Regions from separate parts of the Pan troglodytes genome. Here region 1 is linked to region 2. The links are chromatin contacts, called in public HiChIP or PLAC-seq maps. All regions are on one chromosome and are shown on one strand. Each heading gives the region's core, a stretch centred on a gene start, on an enhancer-like site or on the middle of the called end of the contact. The rest is flanking DNA. Distances are from core to core; before and after follow the strand shown. Region 1 holds the start of PTDSS2 (phosphatidylserine synthase 2). Region 2 holds the start of SIRT3 (sirtuin 3).

Region 1 (3,899 bases), core at 1,113-3,612, 220 kb after region 2:
TCGAGGTTCCCCGTGGGCCTCCTGCTCTTCCTCTGTGGACCCTGGACCCTGTTCCTCTGTCTTTCCTCCTCCCACTTCAGAAGACCCCGTCCACCAGACCGCCTCCCCCTGAGGCCCAACGTGCAGCAGAGGCAGCTCCTCCGTCCCTGCAGCCTCGTTTTAACTGTGGGATATGGCAGCCGCCCGTGGAGAGGTCCGGGTGACAAAGCCAGCGAGAGCTAGGGAGCGCCCAGGTGAAATCCCACAGGCAGGTGTGAGCACCAATTGTCATTACCTTTGCCCTGGGCCCCTCAGAGACCTGTCCTCCCCCACCCCACAGCCTCCTGGGCGCGGCCACAGACACAGACACAGTGTCTGGACGAGCAGACTCGTCCAGGCACTGCTCAGAGGCAGCCCCTCTGGGTCAGCTGGAGTCGGTGCCTCTGAGAACCTGCCCCTGTACTCTCTCTGGGCTGGTCTCAGGCACCCTGCTGGCTCCAGCCTCTCTTGGCTGACAGTGCTTGGCAGGCGACCCCCAGCCTGAAGCCCCTGCAGGGGAGACCCTCTCCCAGCTGGGCCTCTGCCCTTGAGGTCCACCTGAAGCCGTCCTTGCCTGCCACACCAGGGTGGCATTGGGGTGGGGACCCAAACTCCTCCCGTCCTCATTGCAGGGACAACTCTGTCTCCTTGCTGCCTCCCCAACACCTCCAGGCCTTAACCATCTTGACTTGGGGAGTAGTCCTGCTGTCCACGCTCCCTCCAACAAGCCAGAGAAAACTCCCGGGCACAGGTGTGCGTGTGGCACGGTGAGTTTTTCTGTAATCCACTCACCTTTACAGATTTACCGCACCAGGGGAAATATTAAAACAGGCATTTGTTACTTTACAAATGCCTAGGCTTCCTCTCCCTTCCTTGCAAGGGCATTTTTAGAAAGCATTTCGCCAACATTCACTATTTACCACCATAAATGTGACTCTGGCCAGCTCTGTCCCTGGGTAAGGCCAGAATTGACCATTTTCTTAAAAGTTCCAGCGCCCTGAGGCTTCCGGCAGGCATCTCTGCAGCTGAGGAAGGCTTCTGTCCCGTGCACCCTTCCCCAGGCGGGGGACCCCCCATTTCTGCTGCTCTGGGGCCTCAAAGAACCAAGTCCTCCAAGCTGCTCCACTGCCTCCTCACCAGCCACGGTGCTCCCTGAGCCACAAACCTCCGGCCTCACCCCTGCCCCTCAGGCCCACGTCTTGCAATGGACTCTGCCAGTCCACGCATGCCTGGGTGGGGAGGGGTGTGCACTTCTGCAGCTGGGGTGAAGACAGGGACAGGGTAATGTGAGACTCAGATATGAGACACCAGGTGCAAAACTGCAGGTGGAGAGCTCCCTGTAGAGTGCAGGGGTTCAGGGTAGAGGCTCTGGGGTCTGGAAAGAGCTGGGCGTAGCTGTCACCAACCTTTCTCTGCCTCAGTTTTTTTTTTGTTGTTTGTTTCTTTTTCTTTTTTTTTTTTTTGAGACGGAGTCTTGCTCTGTCACCCAGGCTGGAGTGCAGTGGTGCGATCTCAGCTCACTGCAAGCTCTGCCTCCCAGGTTCACACCATTCTCCTGCCTCAGCCTCCTGAGCAGCTGGGACTACAGGCGCCCGCCACCACGCCCGGCTAATTTTTTGTATTTTTAGTAGAGATGGGCTTTCACCGTGTTAGCCAGGATGGTCTCGATCTCCTGACCTTGTGATCCACCCGCCTCGGCCTCCCAGTGTGCTGGGATTACAGGCTTGAGCCACCGCGCCCGGCCTTCTCTGCCACAGTTTTTTTGTCTCTAAGCGACAGTCAAAAATAGAACCTAAGGGGGTGTGTTAAGATCACAATAGTTGGCCCGGCGCGGTGGCTCACGCCTGTAATCCCAGCATTTTGGGAGGCCAAGGTGGGTGGATCACCTGAGGTCAGGAGTTCGAGACCAGCCTGGCCAACTTGGTGAAACCCCGTCTCTACTAAAAATACAAAAATTAGCCGGGCGTGATGGCGGGCGCCTTTAATCCCAGCTACTCCTGAGGCTGAAGCAGGAGAATCGCTTGAACCCGAGAGGCGGAGGTTGCAGTGAGCCGAGATAACGCCACTGTACTCCAGGCCTGGGTGACAGAGTGAGACTACGCTTAAAAAAAAAAAAAATCACAATAGTTAGCATTTACAAAGCGTTGGGAATTCTACTTGGCACGTGGCCAGAGCTCCGTAGTGATGGGCAACGAACACGTGGTCTGCGCGCCCGGGGCCGCGCGGTCTGGCAGCGCCGCGCCTTCTAGATCACGCTACTCGGGGTCCCAAGGCCCCGCCCCCAGGCCCCGCCCACAGACCCCGTCCTCGGCCCCGCCCCTCACGCGCCCTTGGGCCCCGCCCCCTTCCGCACCGCCCCGACAGGAACGAGCGTCCCTTCGTTCCTCCGAGCCGACAGGAACGAGCGTCATTGCGAGGCGGCCTCGCGCGCAGCTTCCTTGGGGCCAGGGACCCCAGTGGGGCCGGTACATCTCCCCGCCCCGGCCTCTGCACCCTGGAGGGACGGCAGGAGGGCTGTCTGTGCAGTTTGAGAGAACACCCATACGCAGGAAATGACCCCAACGCCACCGAGAGGGCGCCTGGAATGTGAGCGCCACCTGCTGGGATGGGAAGAGGTCTGGGAGGGGACCTGAAGGATGGTTCACAGGGAACCAGACCTGTCGGGTGATTGCTGGAAAGATGGCATGGACGGGAGCTGGCTGCTCTGGCCACTCAGCCGACCCCAGCTGGACGCGGCCAGGGCCTGGGGCAGGGGGCCAGGCCTGGGGAGGCCCAACAGCACGCCCCCTGGAGCCAGCGCCTCCCGCACTGCCCAGCCTGTGTGTCAGGAGCTGGGGTGAAGGTCCCATCACAGTCAGGCCCCATCCCTGCTGGGCGTGGCTGTGCAGGAGCCCCGCAAATATGTTTATATATTTAGTATGTGAGTTATATTTCAATAAAGCTGATATGAGATATACTTCGCATATCATGCAGTTCACCCATTCAACTCGCTTCGAGTGGACAGTTGAGTGGTTTTTAGGACATTCACAGATAGGAGCTGAGGTCAATATTACAGCACTTTCATCGCCCCGAAAGAAACCTGCTGCCCTTTGTAGTCGCTCCTTATTACCCCTTCCCCAGCCCCCGGTGAAAACTCATCTAATTTCTGTCTTCATAGATTTGCATTTCCTGGATATTTCATACAAATGGATCACATAATGCGTAGTCTCCTGTGACTGGACTGGCTTCTTTCACCTAGCATAATTTTTTTTTTTTTTTTAGACGGAGTCTCGCTCTGTCGCCCAGGATGGAGTGCAGTGGCACAATCTCGGCTCACTGCAACTTCCACCTCCCGGATTTAAGGGATTCTCCCACCTCAGCCTCCCGAGTAGCTAGGATTACAAGCGCCCGCCACAACGCCAGGGTAATTTTTGTATTTTTAGTAAAGATGGGGTGTCACCACTTTGCCTAGGCTGGTCTCGAACTCCTGACCTCAAGTCATCCGCCCGCCTCGGCCTCCCAAAGTGCTGGGATGACAGGCGTGCGCCGCCGCGCCCGGCCTGCCTAGCATAATGTTTTCAAGGTCCAGCTGTGCTGTAGCATGCGCATGCTTCGCTCCTCTATGGCTAATAGCATGCCGCTGTTATCAAAATGCTGCAGCTAGGAGCGCTAGTTTGTAAATTTGGCGTGGACACTTGTTTCCAGGTTTGAGGAGCTGCCACATTGCTTTTCAGAGTGGCTCAGGAGCTAATTTTTTTGCAGGGTACCATGTCAACAATTTGGGTCAACCAAAATCAGCGTGTCCGCACCATTTTCGCCGCCCAATTTCACGCGATCCTGCGAAAGAATGACCCAGACCGGTCCGGGCGGGGTGGCTCATGCCTGTAATCCCAGCACTTTGG
Region 2 (4,114 bases), core at 676-3,175:
GAGTAGCTAGGATTACAGGCGCCAGCCACCACGCCCGGCTAATTTTTGTAATTTCAGTAGAAATGGGGTTTCACCATGTTGGCCCAGCTGGTCTCGAACTCCTGACCTCGTTATCCACCCGTCTCATCCTCCCAAAGTGCTGGGATTACAGGCGTGAGCTACCGCGCCCGGCCAACTCTTCAGGATCTATTAAACTTTTTTCTTTTTTTTTCCCACAGGTAGATAAGAGTCTTGCTCTGTCACCCAGGCTGGAGTGCAGTGGCTCAATCATAGCTCACTGCAGCCTTGAACTCCTGGACTCAAGGGATCCTCTTGCCTTAGTCTCAGGAGTAACTGGGACAACAGGCTTGCGCCACCATGCCCGGCTAATTTTTAAATTTTTGGTAGAGATGGGGGTCTCGTTATGTTGCCCAGGCTGGTCTTGAACTCCTGGCCTCGAGCGATCCCCGTCTCAGCCTCCGAAAGTGCTGGTATTACAAGTGTGAGCTACCACTTCGAGACTCACTTTTCACCAACATTTTCAGCAGTTGTGTCAGACAGCAAGTCAATGTGCCATTATTTACTTAAATATTCATCCATTATAGGGCATCTGATACCTAACAACCATGGACCTTAAGATTTTTTCCTATGTAGCCTCAGTTCTTAGATGCAATTACTATGGAGACGGGTACGATCACATGCCAGTGGGAGTATTAACCGCACAACATTTATGAGGGATAATTAAAGCGTTAAATGCATATACTTTTGGACCTAGCAGTCCCAGTACTAGGAATTTATGCAAACAGTGAGGTGCCAACAAGGTTATTCACCACAGCATGATGCACAATAACTAAAGGTTAGAACGTATTTCAATGAGGGAATGGTGAAATAAACGACAAAACCCCCATAAGGGACGTCCACAGATCAGCATAAAGACGGAGGCCCCGGTGTTGGAACGCACGTAAACTCCCAGACATGCCGCAAAGGAAACACGGCAAGGTGAGAAAGAGTGGGCGAGGTGTCGACAACGAACACGCAAGAAGTGCTTGTCCTTGCCCAAAATACCTCGAAAAGAAGAAACCGGGAGCTGCTGCCCTCGGCTGCCTCCGGAATGCCCTGGGCACCTCGGGTCTGGGAGGCCTCTGCAAGGGGCGCGCCGGGTCCAAGGGCTCACCGCGGGCCCCATGGCTGCCTCTCAGCCCCGCACTCACATCGTCCCTGCCGCCAAGCACCAGCCGACAGCCGCAGGCCTGGAACGGCCCCACGCCTCCCCCGGCCTCGACCCGTTCAACTACCCGGCCCCACAGCCGGAGGGCTGCCGCGGCGCGCCAACCCCAGAACGCCATGTTCCGCGCAGTCCGAGGAGTCCTCCGGACTCGCCCCGCCCCCGGCGCCCCGGCCCCGCCTCCGCCTCCCACCCCCGCCCCCGGCGCCCCAGCCCCGCCTCCGCCTACCGCCCCCGCCCCCGGCGCCCCGGTCCCGCCTCCGCGTCCCGCCCCCGCCTCCTTGCCGACGCCTCCGGCGCGCCCAGGTAGACGTAGAGGCGAGTAGAGGAAGTTCCCTAGTCTGGTGTCTGATCTCTCGCCCCGGAGGTCAAACCTGGAGCCAGCATTTCTGTACCCTGCGCTCACACCTTTTTCAACCCGGATGGCGGTGATAGTTAATACTTTCTGAGGGCTTTTACTATGGTCAGGCATTATATTTACACCTAGTCCTCGCAAAACACTACTGGGAAGATCCTCATTTGACAGCAGCAATTCCGGGTCACAAAGGCTGACACCACAAAGCTAGTCCGTAGCGGGTTCGACCACAGGCGCCCACACTCTTTAACGCCTCAATGGCACAGCCAAGTGCGCGGGAAGTGGGCTGCAAACGCCGGAGAGTTTTCTCCGGAGCGCAGAGACGCGCTGTAACCGAGCAACCAGCGGGGCCCGCCCCCGGCCGGCTACGGCGCTCCCAGCCTGCCCCGCGCCGCTCGGCGCCGGAAGTGAGTGAGCATTTCCGGCAGCCATCCCCGCGGTGCTGACATCCCGGTTGTTCTTCTGTGCCGGGGGTCTTCCTGCTGTCATGAAGGACGTACCGGGCTTCCTACAGCAGAGCCAGAGCTCCGGGCCCGGGCAGCCCGCTGTGTGGCACCGTCTGGAGGAGCTCTACACGAAGAAGTGAGCGCCGAGCAGACGGGCCCTGGGCCCCGGCGATAGAGGGAGACGGAGGGGGCAGGCGGGCGGAGGAGCGGACCCTTGATGGGCTGAGGGCGCCCAGACCCAAGTTGGGGTGAAACGGGGACGTGTAGCGACCGGCTGTGCCGGCAAGGTTTGCTGAGGAACCTGGAGTGGCAGGGTCGAGGAATAAGAGGGATGACAGACCACGAGGGCTAAGAGCTGTAGCCAGGATGTTTCGGTCTGAGATTCACTGCTTCCTTAACGGGGGACTGTGACTGAGGCTTCTGAACTCCTCTACCTCGGGTCTTACTAAAACGGTTCAGGGGTAGCCTTTGATTTTAGCTCTTGCTTCCAGTCTAACAAGCAAACACACTTTCAGGGCCACCACCCACTTTGGGAAACATGTTGGTGATTCGTGCTTAGCCTTGTCATAGTGTAACTGTATCTACAGTTATCTTTCTCATGGTCTGGAGTTGATAAACCAGAGGCTAGTACAGCTTTGCTGTCTTCCCTATTCATTCTGCAGCTGGTTGCACGGGGTGCAACCACTTCCGCCGTCCCATTGTCTTTACCTTCCACTGTATTTCTCATGGGCTTTCTGCCCCTAGAAAGATCTTAAAGTTTAGGTTTGTTTAGAAACAGGATGAATTGCAGAGCAATTAAATTCTTGCTAAGCAGTAACCTCCTTTTAATATGAGTAGAATAAATTGCTGGCATTGGGCTGGAGCTATTCCATAGAAAATACATCTCCTGTAGTAACCTCCCTGTTAACCCTAACATTTAATATAATACCTTTCACATAGATGTTCCATACATGTTTTGATGATGTTTAGCATGCAGCAGCCTTCTGCTATTAGCAGTTTTTGAGAGCAAATTAATGTTTGGCAAATAATGGTTTGTGTTCTATAGCACTTGGTAATTTTCAAAGCATTTTATCTGCGTTATTAAATATTAGCCTTTGGGTTTTGGATGAAGCGCTATGTCACTGTCCCTGAGGTTTTAAATATTAGCTTATTTAATCCTTTATTCATCCTTTTCACAGAGGAGGAAACTGAAGCTCATTTTAATTGCCTTCCCTGAGATACTCAGCTAATAGGTAGAAGAGCCAGCATCTCAAGTTAGATATGTATGATTCCAAAGTTCTCGTTTCCAATGAAACCTCACAATAACCCTTTGAGTTAATCTAGATTAATGTTCTCCATTTCATACCTGGGAAAACTGAGTCTTAGAGAACTTAAGTGATCTCAAAGTGACATAGCCATTCAGTAGCAGAGCCAGGAAAAGAACTCAGGTTTATCACATCTGCTTTAGCATTCTTTCTGCTACACAGTAGAGACTGGTTAGTATGGATTTAGTATCCCTTATCAGAAATGCATTGGGGCGGCCGGGCGCAGTGGCTCATGCCTGTAATCCCTGCTACTCAGGAGGCTGAGGCAGGAGAATCACTTGATCCTGGGAGGCAGAGGTTGCAGTGAGCCGAGATGGCGCCACTGCACTACAGCCTGGGCAACAGAGTCAGACTCTGTCTCAAAAAAGAAAGAAAGAAATGCATTGGGGCAAAAGTTTTTTTGGATTTAGTATTTTTTCAGATTTTGAAATATTTGTGATATATACTTACCCGTTCAGTATCCATATTTCAAAAATCTGAAATCTGAGATGCTCCAGTTGTCATTTCCTTTGAGCCCTATGTTGGTGCTCAAAAAGTTTTGGATTTTGGAGCATTTTGAATTTTGGAATTTTGGATTAGAGATACCCAACCTGTATTTGTGACTTGATAGAATCATCAAGGCTGGAGGTGTCTGTGACTGGATATTAGGTTAGAGGTCTTAAGGGCTGTATGTTTTTCAGGTTGTGGCATCAGCTGACACTTCAGGTGCTTGATTTTGTGCAGGATCCGTGCTTTGCCCAAGGAGATGGTCTCATTAAGGTAAATAATTTGCCATACCAGATTAGATTATATGAATGTGCTCAAG

Evidence for each region. HiChIP or PLAC-seq counts read pairs in DNA pulled down with a chosen protein or histone mark.
Region 1: a contact with region 2 is called in an H3K4me3 HiChIP or PLAC-seq map of stem cell-derived excitatory neurons, with 13 times the contacts expected there. The contact joins the promoter of PTDSS2 here to the promoter of SIRT3 in region 2. A contact is called at or near these places in 1 of 7 Hi-C or Micro-C datasets (stem cell-derived neural progenitor cells) and 1 of 1 datasets of contacts at active chromatin or transcription factors (stem cell-derived excitatory neurons).

Annotation. Positions count from the first base shown.
Region 1 is chr9:4,641,265-4,645,163 of NHGRI_mPanTro3-v2.0_pri, forward strand. It overlaps PTDSS2 (phosphatidylserine synthase 2), which reads left to right and starts at 2,363. Exons shown (of 12, transcript XM_024346852.3): 1 at 2,363-2,604. The coding sequence starts at 2,603.
Region 2 is chr9:4,426,616-4,430,729 of NHGRI_mPanTro3-v2.0_pri, forward strand. It overlaps SIRT3 (sirtuin 3), which reads right to left and starts at 1,926. Exons shown (of 7, transcript XM_063783591.1): 1 at 1,688-1,926. It overlaps PSMD13 (proteasome 26S subunit, non-ATPase 13), which reads left to right and starts at 1,978. Exons shown (of 13, transcript NM_001280192.1): 1 at 1,978-2,141; 2 at 3,990-4,068. The coding sequence starts at 2,047.